Regions from separate parts of the Mus musculus genome. Here region 2 is linked to region 1. A link is a contact called in public Hi-C data. All regions are on one chromosome and are shown on one strand. Each heading gives the region's core, a stretch centred on a gene start, on an enhancer-like site or on the middle of the called end of the contact. The rest is flanking DNA. Distances are from core to core; before and after follow the strand shown. Region 1 overlaps Fam172a (family with sequence similarity 172, member A). Region 2 holds the start of 3110006O06Rik (a long non-coding RNA gene).

Region 1 (7,652 bases), core at 1,699-4,198:
TCAATGCACTAAAGTTCATACTGTAATAATTTAATAAAACATTTTATTTACAAGTTAATTTCTACTGAAGAATAATAGAAATATGGGAAAATGTTAAAAGCAATTTCTATTTTATGCAAAGATGATGGAACAAAATGTAAAAGAATTCTAATGAATGTAAAAGCCTATTTCTGTTAAAGGTCTCATCTTTAGACTACAATGTTGTATTCCAAAATATCAACTTTCTTATAGTCTTTCAAAAACATAAGTTCTACTGAATAAATAGCCCACAAAACTGATAATTTATCTTTTGAGAATGCAGCTGGAATGAATAGTATATTTTGAATTTCAGACCTAAAAATTTTATTTTTTCTGTCAAAGTAACAAAGCTATTTGATAATAAACCTTAATAAAAATGAGCTGTTTAAGAGAGAAAAAATGTACAAATAACAAAGATGTCTCCAAATTTCAAACATGATTTTGAATTTGTCCTGAGACAACTGAAAACAGCAGTCATGATCGATCATCACAAAAGTCCTATGTCAGAGGTACTCACGTCATCTTCCCAATGTGTGACTGTAGTGCACAGCAGCAATTTCTGATGTCACATGACAGTGTTGTGTACAAAAAGTTAATTTTTAAATGAGAGCTACTTTAAATTTGATTAAAATGTATTCTTATCAATTATTTTCATATTTTGAATAAATGAGAACAAAAGAAAATAGATAATCTTGATCTTATTGGTCCTCTCTATAAGTGTCATATCTAAGACTACTGAAGCAATGGTCCTTATTTCATGTGCTCAAATCCAAAGCAAAGCAAAGGATTTTACTTGCCCATGATCACTTCTGCGCACTGTGGTTCCAAAATTAATCATCACAAAAATTTTAGGTAAGATGGAAATTAACTCTCAGAAGTATGATGAAGTCTATTACAATTATTGAATGTATAAATTATCATTTTCAAGAAACTTAAAGTTTCCTTTTATTACAGTTTTTCTATCTCTCTACTTAAAATAAAAAATAGAAAAAGGAATAAAATCAGTGTAACAATTTTTAAGCAATTAATTATTTATAGAACTTCTTTAAGTCTCAAAAAAAGATAATTTTTTTCTGAAGGAATAAAATTATCTATAATGAACAAAATGACTAATTCTTAGCTCTTCAAGTCTAATGTGATAAATTAAAAATGGTTATATAAAAATGCATATTAGCTATAAAAACTACAGGGAGACTTGATTCTATGCTGTTAGACATATTTAAATATTTGTAACTACAATGGTGTAGTTTTCAGCTTATACAGCTGTAAATATCCTATAACTAGCTACTATATCATTGATTTAATAATAATACGTATTCCAACAACATGGATGATGTAATAAAACCTAACAGCAGACACACACAGCAGGAAGCAACTACCGCAGACAGAACTTACAAGTTGTCCTTTACTACCTGCTTTCTGACAAAGTATAGCTCCCAGGAATGGCAGTTATATAACTATATAATCCTTCCCAAACTTTCAAAACACATCCAACACAAAAGAATGGGAATCTGGAAAGATGTAAGGATCAGTGTTCCGAAATGATTCAGTAATATGTGTTGGTTCTAAAATTAGGGAACATCAAATGTGGTAACGTAGAATGTACTTTGTTGGTGTATTTCTTATACACATTTCCCCAGATTGTTTAAAGATGAGACTAAGAAACAACAACCCAAAAAGAGCCACAAATATCTGAATAACAAAAGATCTTAACAATACATCTTATCCTACTTAGGTTTTCAGCAGACTCTCTGACCTGCTCAGAAACAGAACACTGCACACACGTATTTGGCATTGTAACATAAAACTAGCAAAAAGCTCCTTCTTTAAACAAGCAATCATAATTGTCAAGGTATAAATATGCAAAGAACAAGACCTAAAATACAGCCAACACTTTAAGCTATGGAGTAGACACATTATTTCATATGCTGTGCTCTCTGGAAGACATTTCTATTGTAATTTTCTTACTGCTATTGTGACAAGGGGAAAATTCTAATAGCTTCAGAAATATATATATATATATATATATATATATATATACTCAGCTTATTTTAAACATCCATAAAACATAAAAACAGTTTAATGCTCATTTTGTACAAGAATTCATGTCCATAAGAGAGTCATCAAAATTTACTACTCATGAGTTAAGTAATACTGACAGAGTTCTCAGGCTTCACATTTCCCTCAGAATCTTATCACTGATTCACACTACTACACTCTGGAAGAAAACATATCTTCTTGTCATAATATGCTGACTTAGAGCATTTAGAACAATATTAATTTGGCAATGGGAACACAGAGAACTACCAACACAGTCTGATAAAATTCCAAGTGAAATCTCCCTTATGTAAATGAAGACCCCAGCAGTAATGCAATGTAGGTTTGGGAACTGGGAAGAGGAGCACCTTGGAAAGATGCAAACTTAGATATGACCATTGAATTTTTCCCCTGTAGTAACATATCAGAACATATTTTGCTATGAGTTCTTTAATTAAATCAAAACAAAACCATTAGTATTTGGCTTAGATTCTTTGGGAGAATAATTGTACATATATTTTCATGCTGACATTATGTAGAAAACTTTACCATTAGACATGCACTTGAAGCAAGGTTTCTTTGGAATCTGTGATGGGCCACAGAAAATGACTAATCCTGATTAAAAATTTAAATGTTTTGTGTTTTGTGAAACATTTGTGAAACATATTCTCTCTCTCTCTCTCTCTCTCTCTCTCTCTCTCTCTCTCTCTCTCTCTCTCTCCCTCCCTCCCTCCCTCCCTCCCTCTCTCCCTTCCCTCCCAACTTCTCTTTCTGCTGCCCTTCATAGGAATCACATCTCTAACAATGCTCTTTCTAATCCCCATCTGAGAGCTGAGTTCTTTTCTGTTACTCTTCTTTGTCTTTGATCTTCCTCAGTCCTGAGCTCGCTGTTAACTGTCTTGGGTGGTCTCTCATCAGGGCTCAGTGAGCAGTGTCCCTGGCAATTGGCTGCCTTCTAGGGATCCCATGAGCTGCATTCTTACATGCATCTGACAACTTTATTAGCTCACTCAGATTGAGCTTTGGAGCACCTCCCTAGTACATATACTCTTTCACAAACAATCACATTTTTGTAGTTGACTCAGAACAAATAATTATATGAACACTTCAGCTGTTATACTCAATAATAAAGTCGAAATGAAGAGAAATCTCACATTATGTATAAGCCAGAGCTTGGTTTTCATGTTCAGACTAAAAAAATCAATTCCAGATTGATTTTTATGTATATATCGTTATTGTCAGAGGATTAATTGATGAATTTTTCATTTGATGAGTCAGGTGGAATAAGCTCTAAGGCACTTAGTGAGCAGAATTCCAATTTACTCTGAATCTTCGCACTCTACAGTAAACTCATCAATTTTGATATTTTTTCTGAATTTACTTCTCCCTAAGATTTTCAGAATAAGGCTTCAAACCAAAATCAAGTAAATTTAGAGCTGTTAGTAGCTCTGTATTTTTAACTATACTTTCAGAAAGCTATTAAATCTCTATTTAATTATCTGTCCACATTGAATTTTTATATTATCATGCCTTAAAAATCTATTTAGCTAGTTTTTATATCTTTATATAAATATATTCTAAAAAAATACAACAATAGCATTGACATTATGACCTGGCAATGTGACCCTAGACATAAAATTATAAAATCTTATTGTTTCCAAAACTCATGTTTTTATTATCAATAAAATGCTGTAAGTTCTACGTAAAATATTTTAAAAATAAACACACATTATTAATCAAGGGTTACATTAAAAATATAAAATGTTACTATATACTTTCAAATGTTTTAGGAAAATAAAAAAGAACAAATACTTCTTCATATTTCTTATTTAACCAACATAACATCTTAGAAGGTAGCTGTGATTTCCAAAGCTAACTTGCTACACCTTGAAGGCCATTTATGTATTACTATTTCATGTAAAGTAAGATGGAATTTGAAAACAAAAGAGCATATATACATTAGCTACACATTAGTAGTGCCTTTCTATACTCCTTTAAATAGCTATCTCAAAGCCTTTTAAAAAAATTCTGCCTCTTTTGTAAAGTTTTTTAGGGATGTTTTTTCCAAATGTTATCTTTTCCTCTTTACTGTTTTCTATACATTTTCCATTTCTGTACCTTCTTGTATTGATTCTGTGTTCTAATTCGAATGCGGGTGCTAACAGATGTGATAGACTGCTCTGATTCTGTATGGTTAATCTTCTCAAAGATCCCATATGTAGAGTTAGTTTCTATAGAAAGAAAGCTGGGAACATCCTCCTCCTGCATTTAAATGAATCAATGGGAGTCTCTGAAAGCCATAAGAGTGTTGTGATGCTCTGACTCTCCTGGTGCTGTGAATGGCATCCACAGAACTATCAGCTTCAAGGACAGGGGCAGGAGGTCGTGTTCAACTGAGACTCATATAACCTGCTACTTCTCTATTCTTGCAAGCTTCCCCCTTTCTATCTTGATGACCTTGTCACTTTCCTTCATTACTCTGTCTTCTGTAGAAAGTAGAGCCAATAATGGCAGCATCTTCAGAAGAGAGAGAAGAGCTTGGAACATGAGCCAAATGAAAACCTAACTCCAAGTCACTTTTGCTGGCCTATTGCCTAAATCCTAAAAAATGAATATAAGAGTCTGGGTTACCTCAGCACTAGCCCATTACAAGTATAGTACTATGACTCAAAAATTCAATCATATGCCCCAGTACAGGGGAATGCCAGGGCCATGAAGCTGGAGTGGGTAGGTTGGGGAGCAGGGCCGGGGGAGGGTATAGGGGACTTTGGGGCTAGCATTTGAAATGTAAATGAAGAAAATATCTAATAAAAAAGAAAGGAAGAAAGAAAGAAAGAAAGAAAGAAAGAAAGAAAGAAAGAAAGAAAGAAAAGAGAGAAAGAAAGAGGCCAAATAGAATGTCTGCAAGAGGGAAAGGAGAATAAAGAATTTTCAGATCCTTAAAAAAATCCAAACAATATAAGCATGATGGGATGATAAAATTCCCAGAACAGAACTTTTTCACTCATTCTGAGCAGTTTTGTTGTTAATTCACACCTGTTTCCTTAGATTTACTTTTATGTCTATGTAACAAGTTAAAATTTACAACTGCTTTACAAACGTTATGCAAAGGCCAAATGCAATGGAGTAATGTTACTTAAAAATATTTCAGTGATTAAGCTATCTTAATACTGAATAATCTCTAATCTCCCAATTTAATAAAAAAAAAAAAACCTTTCAGTTAATGATACACTAAAAAAGCTTAGTATCTGCAGAGGAAGCAAACACCAAACATACTCTCAAGATTAGTATATATAAATAAGTCTGTCACAAGATATCCCTCCAAGAACATACTCATTACAATTCCAGTAACTTAGACCACTTTCTCTCTACTCAAGACAAAGGCAAAACCAAAACAAATTACATAACCTAAAATATGATAAATCTTCAAAGCCTTACAAACAATGAAGGGGTGTTTAGAAGTCAGATGTGCTTTGCTTGTTAGTAGCAGTTCAAATTCCATTAGCATAGCTAATATGGAGCTAGGAGTATTATCTCTGCAAATAATATTGTAGAAGCAAATGAAGAACTAGAAAAGAAGAAAGTAGGTTTGCCTTTAAATCACAAAGGTCTACTGTACAGCATAAAAGCTTATTAAGCGTAACATAATGACTGTACCAGTAAGAAGATATATTTCTTATTAAGTTATATGCAGTTATTGGTTAAAATACAACATCCACTAGAGAAACTCCTTCATTCAAAATAAATTGGTTTTATGAGTGTCTGATTGTGAAAGAAGGTAAGCACTGCATTTAAAATAACAGATTAGAAAATTCATTTGGAAGGACTAAGTAAAGTTCTTAAACTATTAAACAATTATAAAAACTGATTTTATTAGCAGTATGAAGAACAAGAGTGAGTCATAAATCCTTTTATCTCTACAATGCTAAATTTATACCTTCAATCATTAGTAGTACAAACTTTATAATCTGTACATAAATATGATCTACAAAGAAACTTATTAATAAAACCAATTGGTATTTGGAATAACTTGGGTTGATGGTTAACCTTTGAAACCCAATTTTCCATTTTCCTATGTAAAAATCTTTCTGAAGTCTGTCACCTCTATAAGTGAGATGATCTAATGAAGCTTCCATACTTGGGATCCATCACAATAAGGATACAGACATGAATGCCTAGAACACTGGCCTGAACCTGGCTTAAGACAAGACCATATTTAAAAATGTGTCTTCGTGATGTTTACCTCGCTTATAAATGCTGAAGGTAAGGGACATGGAAAGATTCCACATCATTTGGCATGGTTACTACTGTTACTACATGACTTATCACATAAGTAATTTCCTCCTCTGAGGTTCTCTTGCTTTCCATACTGCCTTCCATACTTCATCAAGGACCATGAGTTTTGCAGCTACAGTCAGGAGCTTCCTGTATTTGTTCTGGAAAACCAAGCACTTCATTAGTTTGTTTACCTTTATGAAGTAATACTGCCATCTTGTGGGCTCAAGAATATTCCTGGTAAACAACATCAAAGGTAGTTGCATTGTTCCAACTACAGGCATAAACACAAAATTGTCTTTGCTTCAGTTTACTTCTGAATACATTGCCATGTGCAGCCCTTAGGTATTCCTGATAATGAGTAATTTAGTCTATACTGAACAGACTTTTACATGATCATATAATCAATCTAGTCATGATCTTGATTGGACTAGGTAAAGCACAAAGGAGTACACTAGCAGATCCCAAATAGGTCCAAAAATCTGCAAAGAAACCTTCATGGATTGAGGGAAATAATAAATAAATGAATAAAAGAGATGACATAATAATTTTTCATTTCTCATTTCTTTCTCTCTCTCTCTCTCTCTCTCTCTCTCTCTCTCTCTCTCTCTCTCTCTCTCTTTTATGTAATGATTTTTATACAAAAATCTGTGAAAGCCATGTAATCCCAGGAGAATTCATAAAGACAAGGATAGAGCATAAAAGAGTAGGCTATCATGAAGAAGCTATTTTATGGTCTTATTAACATCCCATTTATCTGTTCTGACCCTCAGTGAATATGTGTGTATTAGGTTTTCCAAATAAGACTTTAAAAGAGAGTAACTTTGATACTGAAGAAAATTCTCAATTCTACTTAGAAAGAACATTCTAGTGCTGCACGTACAAATATTACAGAACAGAGACCCAAGAAAAGAAGTCAAAGGTTCATGAGGTACCCTTTTGATAACTGCTCACAATTATACCTTTCACTGGCATTATAAAACTAGGCAATGTTCCCAAGAACAGTGTGTTGTGTGTGCCTCATGTTTCACTACTGCAGTAGAGTTGAGATATAAGTACTAAGCTTATTTTACAGACAAGAAATTGTTAATGAGAGACTAGAGAGATAGCTCAATTCACAAAGTCCTTGTTGTGCCCCACATAAAAGCTGGGTGTGACAAATCACAGATGATATCTCAGCACTAGGGAAGTGAGGGTAGCGGGGTCCCTGGGGTTCACTAACCTGATAGGCCAAGGATGTAAAACAGATGCCATTTTTTAAATAAATATATATATATATATATATATATATATATATATATATATATATATATATATATATA
Region 2 (7,652 bases), core at 1,980-4,479, 300 kb before region 1:
GATGCAAAACCTCACAGTTTAAAGTTCTTCAAAAGTTTTATTCATGGAAAGAGTTTCTTTCCACAGCACAGGACAAAGCCTGTGTTTCAGAAAAGGCTGAGACCACGGTGTTTTTCCAAGGGGAGTAACTTTCATATAGTCACACAGCTGACTCCCAAACTGAATTATCTGAAGTCCACTTTGAGTAGCAAGGCACCCAGGAAAAAAGGTCAGAATTAACCTCAGTCTCTCAGGTAGCTCCCCTGGCCAAGTTACAGAAGTGGAATTCGGGGATCCAGCAACCCAGACAACCTCTTTCCTGATTTTGGGATCTACTGCATCTCTTCTACCTCCAGATGATCTCTGTAGTGCACTTTAACCAATATTAATACCTATTGACATTTGGTAGTTATGGCTTATACTTCTCTTCCCCACAGAACCTTCAAGAATAAAACGTATTAATTCCTGCCTCCCCCAATTCATTCAAGAAACATTATTCTTCTAATGTATAAGATGTACTTCTCCAACTAAGAACTTTGTATTTGACATCGACAAGTGGTCAAGGTAGAAGAAAATTTAAAAGATTTGAGGGACAAAAGTGGTCAGAACATCAGTAATCATAGGACAGCACTCGGATTAAATGCTTAAAAATTAAAGGAGAGAAAACAACAACAACAGGCATCTATGCTTTTGGAAGGCTTAGGAAGGTTTAAAGTTCCACCAAACACATACACAGATAGGTAGCAAAACATTGATACAGACGTTTATTTCATGGAGACTTAGTTATTTATATCCTCAACATTTTGAAATATAGAAACTGAGCCATACTTTTTTTTTTCTTTCAAAATTTAGTGTTCTCTGGCAAAAGTCGCCTTGAAATATACATGCCTGTCTGGACGTTTCTAACTTATTTAAATAACCCAGAAAAGTCATTTTGAAATTGAATCAGGAATTCAGTGTTTTTTGTTTTGTTTTGTTTTGTTTTTTTTTAAGGCTAAAAAAACTTAATAATAAAGGAAAGTTGGCATGAAGCAAAAAGATCCCTCAGCATCCACACTGAGACCAAACCCACTCAGTGAATTCACTCTGTCACCGCAAGTTTCTCCAATTCTTGTTTCCAACTTTGTGCCTTTCCTTGTACAGAGTCTCCTTTGCTCCAGAACCCCAGAAGGCTAGAATAAAACATTTTCAAAGTAGAAACTCAATTCATAGAAAAACCACACTGACCAATGACTTACAAACATCTAGTGATATTTATCTGAGCTGTGCATTCAGATGTGGAGAGTGCTATAGTTCAGAATAAATGAGTCCCCAGGTCACTAAGATTCAACAGGTCCCCTTGTAGCCCTGCACACTCCAGCTGCCAAAATGCATTAAGCTCTGTGAGTTTCCATCAGTTTTCATAGAGGGTCCAGCTGCTAGTTTAAACACTTCCACCATGAATGAGTTTCTCTAGTGGCATGAATTTATACACAGTTACTCTTGAGACTGAACTAATGGTCGAATTAAGGGGAACATTCTCTTTGAGGGGAGCAAACGCAGAAGTGACTTTGCAGTGGGGGAGAGAGAATAAAGTTCCTGTGAGTGTGTTGGATGAGAGAGGAACCTTCTTACAGCAGCTCTGAGAGAACAAATTAAAATGCACACAGGTGAAATATTTAACCATTTGCACGTCTCAGTGGAAAGAAAAACATGCTGTTTTGCGGCTAACTTGCTGCTAGGTTAAGAAACTCACTGATGTTTCTATTGCAGTGCTGTGTCAGGTAAAGAAAAGTACTCTCCTGAAATGTATCATATATTTCATATAATACAGAGCAGTGTGGAAATCCGTTTGCTAAGGAAACACACCAGGGTTCTTTACCCATTTCACTTTCTTATCATTTTTTACTTGAAAAGTTTTGCATTAAGTTGTTGTGGAACGGTGTTTATTCACTCTTTAATAGATACATGGTTTTGACAGTCTCACCTGCTCTGAACACCCCAGTGTCAGAGACTCAAGAGAGCGGATGATGCAAATTCTGTTCTCATGAGAGGGGATAAATTTCATTCAAAGCTAAATAAAATAAGGTTCGAGTTTCAACACAGCAAAGGTGTTAGATTTGGAATCTGTAAATCTCCTCTTAGGAGTGGCGCCTGGCGTTGCCAGGGAGACTACGCAGAAAAATCAGATGCCACACGGAAGTGGTCTTCCATTACTGCACTTTGCTCAACGCGATAATTAAAACAAAACAAAATAAGTAAAACGCCAAACAAGGAGATTTATCTAAAACTCCTTGAGAGGACTGAGATTTGAAGCTGAGAAAAAGTGGCGGGTATTAGCCAGAAACCCCTGGGTTGAGGCTGTCAAGTAAGTTGCTGTCAGGCTTTTTAGCTGGCCAGTAGGGCTGCCGAGAGCCTGCTGCAGATCGGCTTCGCTTGCTTCGCTTAAGCTCCTAGGAGCTCCAGAGTTAGTCCGACAGCTTCAGCCAACAGGGTGGTGGGATCAGCGGCTGGTGCATCTGAGTGTGCATTTTTTTCTTTTTTCCCCTTCCTTCCTTCCTTCCTTCCTTCCTTCCTTCCTTCCTTCCTTCCTTCCTTCCTTCCTTCCTTCCTTCCTTCCTTCCTCCCTCCCTCCCTCCCTCCCTCCCTCCCTCCCTCCCTCCCTCCCTCCTTCCTTCCTTCCTTCCTTCCTTCCTTCCTTCCGTTGAAACGTAGATCTGTGGTGACTGAGATTATAGGCCTGTGAATAAAGTGGTCCCATCAGAGACCCTTTAAAGCGGAGTTGTTACAGATTCTGCCACCTAACTGGTGGGAGTGATGAAAAGTTGGTTCAAGAAATTTGGGTTGGGGGAGCAAAGACGCTTACCAAGGTGACTGCGGGGTGGAGCTACGTTCTACTCCGCGCAGACTAGATGCAAATTCGGGAGACTCGCTGGCAAAGGGAGAGTCAACTCTGGGCGCTAAGATTATTACCGGGCAGGGAGCAAGCAAGACTCTCCACCCACAAACTGTAGTCTTTAAGCTCACTGTTGTTTTGGGCTCAGATCAGAGGTTTCAGAAGAGAATATCCTATGGCGTGGGAGTGGCTGGAGTGAGGAATCCCGCTAGGCCTGAACTTTGGGGTTCGGGCCAAGGGGAGAAGAAAGGGGAAGCTGGGCGCTGTCCATGGTTCTGGGAAGAGCACGGTGCCTTCACGTAGCTTCTTTTAGCTGTCTCCAAACTGAGGTGAGGTGTAAAAAGTAAAAAGGGACACCAACTCACAGGATTAGAAAATTTCCCTCCTAGCAAATGTGGAAAATACAAAAGTGACAGCACAATAAAAAATATTCTAGGCGGGTCCTACTTTCATTTCTGGTTCATTACAGCGTAGACAGCAGTGTTAACTGGTCATTCGTTGTTGTGGGGTATTTTCCTCCTTAAAGTGTATCATCACACTTCAAACTATGTAATCAGCAATTGCTGATTGCAAAATAAAGAGGAAAGAAAAGAGAAAAAGCATTACTGGACACTCTAAATATGTTCAAGGGTAGGATAGTTAGCTATTTCAAGAGTGCTAGGGATAAAAGCAGAGGGTGACTTAACTGTGCTAGATCCCATTTTATTGAGGAAGATATACTTTTCACCTAAATACTTCTTTGAATTCTACACTTGTGAAATACTATAGATGTCAACAAGAATAAAAGGAGCGATTTACCTGTTGGATAGGAATTAATTCTGTGTTGTAAAGCAATGCTTTTAATTGCATTATTAAAAAGCAAAACAATCTTTTTTTTTTTACAAAAGGCTTGTGATCAGAAAGAAAGCAAATTCAGACAGAAATAATTTCAATAATAATGTAAAGAACTGCAAATAGAAATATAAGCTCTGTAAACATAAATGTAAGCTATCCAGAAAGGCACCATGTTCTTGAAAAGCATTGTACATAATGATATAACAAATGCATCATGCAATGTTTAGCTAAGCCAGAATTGTGAGAAACAGGGAAAGAATTGACCATAATTGTTTTAATCATGGAAATCTTATGTAGCCTCAGCACCTTGAATCCATGTGACAATGAAGAAGAAAGAGGACATGAATCCAAACAGCTGACACAATGATCGGCAGCAACTGACAGCATCACATTTGATATTTGATATCAAGCACTAGATCAATATTTGTGAGATCAATGCAATTTTAATGGTTTTCTTTCAAAACTGCATGAAAGCCAAGTTGTGTCACTCTGTGCTACTGTTATCTCTAGAGCTGGTTATTTCAGGGGATGATATTAAGTAATTTACTGAAGCAAAGCAAAAGGGGTGAGGGTGGGAGAATACACCACAAAACACAACTTACTGTGAATATTGCTTCAGCTGACACATTCTGATGGTCCATGGGTCCAGGATGTACTACATGTTTATGTAAAAACTCCACTTATTTAAGTGTGACTTAAAAAGATGAAAAGCTTTGGAAAAATAATTAGGAGGTATGGGGGGGGCACGATGAGCTGGATCAGAGAGCAATCTTTGACATTGTAAGAATTAGGTGGTAGCTGAACAAACACAAATGTTCATGATAGAAAGGGTGACTGTGGTCTTCCCTCCTATAGGACCAAGTAGGAAAGAACACATTCTTCTCCATTCTTGGCAGAGCAGAGCTGAGAGCAGCACCTGATACTTAAGCAATGCTCCCACAAAGGTAAAATAGAAACAAAACAAAAACAAAAACCCAGGTAGGTATAAACAGTAAAACTGAAATGTTGTTGGTGTTGCTGGTGACCTGACACAGGAGAACACAGTTCTCTAACCTTTAGTTCTATTTGGATGGAATTCTTAACTTGGACTTACTGGGTTTTAGAGATCCACTTTTGAGGAGTTTCGACTTAAAGGGATCCAAGGCCTTCATTCTGGAAGGAAACTCCTGGGGAGGGCGCCAGAGGTTATGCAGCTAGAGGAGCCCATCTCAGTAGGCCCCACACACAGGTGACAAGAGCACTGGGGGGTGCTCTTGACAAGCAGAGGTTTGATTTCTCAAATGAGGAAGACCAAGAAATAGCTTTCATTCATAATTCAATTTTAATTTAAAACTTATGGGGGGTTGCTTTTCACTGAAATAATAGGAACATTTTAGGAAATTTCTGACACCTAGATTTAAAGACCTATCAATCTCTAGACAGAGAATAAAATACTTTGAAACTATGGCATTCTCACCCCCAAGTGCTTCCCTTTTCTTGACTCTAACATGTTGTCTGAAGTAATGAACTTTAAATGAAGTTCACACACCAGTGCTTTTACAAAAGTGCATCTCCATGTTGTACTCTTTAAGAAACTAGGTAGAAACAGAATTTTCCAGAATTTTAATAATTCCATTTTAAAAAACCCACCACAGTTTGCATGTGTCTCTATGCTCTTTTGTATTCAAAATTGGCAGGGTGCCTATAAACTAAAGACATTAGCACTTAAAATCAATTTTCCTTAATGAAGTAAAGCCAACCTTACACACAAGTATGTATTATACACCAGCAGAGATTTACAGACGCAAATAAGCTTGGAGCACTTAAAAATATTTATTGCAAAGTTTTGAATATTTTGAACATGATAAATTTGTATCACAAAAATTTTTACAAACTTTTATGTAGACCAGCACATATAGAGCAACTACTGTCTATACAGGCACAGAATAGACAGACACATTTTGCACATGTTGTCTGGAGATTGCATGAAATGAACAGCAGTGGACATAGCAGTCAGTAAGAAGCTATGTATATGTGGGACAAATCTATGTATTTAGGTACACATTCTTTTCCTATTTGGTCTTTAAAAAACTCTGATGTATTTTAAGGAAGAAAATAAACTTTATATTCAATGGTAAAACATGGACTTCCTTTTGGCAACTCATAACTTGACCAATATTTCTCCTCATAGTATGAAGAATTTTAAGGTTTAGTGAAGGAAAATGCTGTTCTACTTAAGCCACTTTGAAGCAATATTATTGAGCCTACAATCAGATCTACATGTTAATCTCTCGTTTTGCCTTCAAACAGAATTCAGTTACAAAGAACTTGGAAAGATTTTGAATCTATTCAGGAGAGGAAAACTCTTTAATTTTCTGAGGAGTAAAAACTCCCCAAGAAACTTCATATAGCTTCTTAGATTTTGCTTCGCATACGTGATAAAACATTGATTGTTGCAGTCTGGTGACCCATGAAATTTGGGGGTTAGTTTTCTCTTCAGACCAGAGCATATAATTATGCAAATAAAGAGCTGTCACTGATCTAGTGAAATACTCACAAACACATGCACTCTGAAATTGGACAGAAAAGTGAAAATGGTTTGTAGTGTGACGGTGCCATAGCTTGCTTTCCTGCCAACTTTCTATCTGAGTTCATTATTCAAACTGTAAACTTTAAAGAGACATATCGTTCTTGGGGTGTTGGGTGTTTTCATTTCAGATTCTTGGTTTTAGTCACAGAATAAGTTAGTTCAATATCATTTTACCTATGACAACTTCTCATGTCACCCAGTGTAAGAGGCACAGAATGATAATGAAGCTGAATGATCTGGTGAGACAGATGCTGGACCTCCATACATTTCTTCATAGAAATATGTTTCATAGCTGTTTAAACAAAGTTCAAGTCCCACAATACAGAGTATAGTAAGAGGTTTTCCACAAACCCCAAGGCAAAGGGCCAGGGAGAGCTGCCTGAAAGCCATTATGGATTAAGTCAAATCTTCATTTTCTAAGTTTTATGTCCACAGGGAAAATACTGGCAACACTGTGATGGCCAGTTATTGATCAAACGTGAAGGTTTGATCTAAATAGCAAATCTTTAGTTTTTGTACTTTATTTCCCATTATTATTCCTTTAAAACTTTTGTGCTGAGAATTAACACCATTTCTGCATTCATCAGCTACATTAGTCTTGAGATCTCCCAGTCCTAAAGTTGCCTTTACAGGCTGTTGCCTAGTTTTACATGTTATGGAGGGTCCCAGTGAGGAGATCCAAGAAGTCTCATGTCAAATCACTGACTGCTAAAGACATCACTTTATGAGAGAGCAGTGGTGTGAAACTTTAAAAACATTGATCCAAATGAATCAATTAAATCAACATCCATCCCTTCTAAGTGTGAGGTTTAAAACTACCATTGTCCCATAAAATATGCAGATTTCAAGATAAATGCTGGAATGCTTTGATAACTACTTCTATTCCTGGACCTCTCTTAATGCACTTTATGCTATCTCCCCCCCCCCCCGCCCCAAAATTCCAGTTGGTGTCCATTCTTCGAGTACAGTGATGGCAGTTGCAGTGGTTTGAATTTAAAATCATCTCACAAAGCTAACGCTTTAGGCGGGATAGTTTTAAGCTCTGTGAAGTGTTGATTAAAAACCCCTCTCCCAGGCCCAAACTTATTATTATTTTTTTTTCCTTTTTGGAGACTAATAGAACATTAGATAAAAGGAAGGTGAACAATTTAAGAGATTCCTCCTCAGTCATTTTATACAGGGAAGGAAAGTATTGCAGTTTTTGAAAGGAGTATGTCTCATATGTCTTAGAGTTTTCTATTTTATAATATTATGCTAGAGAGCATTTAAGTAGTCACCACAATTATCTCCCTTTTTGCCACCCATATTTCAAAAATATAAATATCTCATGTTTTTTAAACCTCTCCCCACATGAGAAAAGTTTTCAAAAAATTACTGTGAAAATTTACACTGTGA

What was found. Hi-C and Micro-C count contacts between places; a contact is called where the count stands out from the background.
Region 2: a Hi-C map of ganglionic eminence shows a contact between it and region 1, with 6 times the contacts expected there. The contact joins the promoter of 3110006O06Rik here to the enhancer-like site in region 1. A contact is called at or near these places in 4 of 39 promoter capture datasets (3T3-L1-derived adipocytes, the C10 cell line, hippocampal neurons and 1 more), 3 of 15 datasets of contacts at CTCF or cohesin (CD8 T cells, the G1E-ER4 cell line and pro-B cells), 22 of 484 Hi-C or Micro-C datasets (B cells, the C10 cell line, the G1E-ER4 cell line and 9 more), 9 of 115 datasets of contacts at active chromatin or transcription factors (astrocytes, embryonic basal ganglia, embryonic brain and 6 more) and 1 of 9 other capture datasets (embryonic stem cells).

Annotation. Positions count from the first base shown.
Region 1 is chr13:77,863,852-77,871,503 of GRCm38.p6, reverse strand. The region is part of intron 5 of Fam172a (family with sequence similarity 172, member A); the gene reads right to left. Among named protein-coding and RNA genes, the nearest start is that of Pou5f2, 160 kb to the left of the region's middle. Within about 2 kb of position 2,948, at least 8 of the 459 cell types and tissues checked have an H3K27ac peak or open chromatin away from gene starts, as enhancers often do. A contact at or near this core is called in ganglionic eminence, where this site is marked.
Region 2 is chr13:78,166,865-78,174,516 of GRCm38.p6, reverse strand. 3110006O06Rik (a long non-coding RNA gene) reads right to left here and starts at 3,229. Exons shown (of 2, transcript XR_003950646.1): 1 at 2,825-3,229. Gm38604 (a long non-coding RNA gene) reads left to right here. Exons shown (of 3, transcript XR_873690.3): 2 at 4,544-4,632.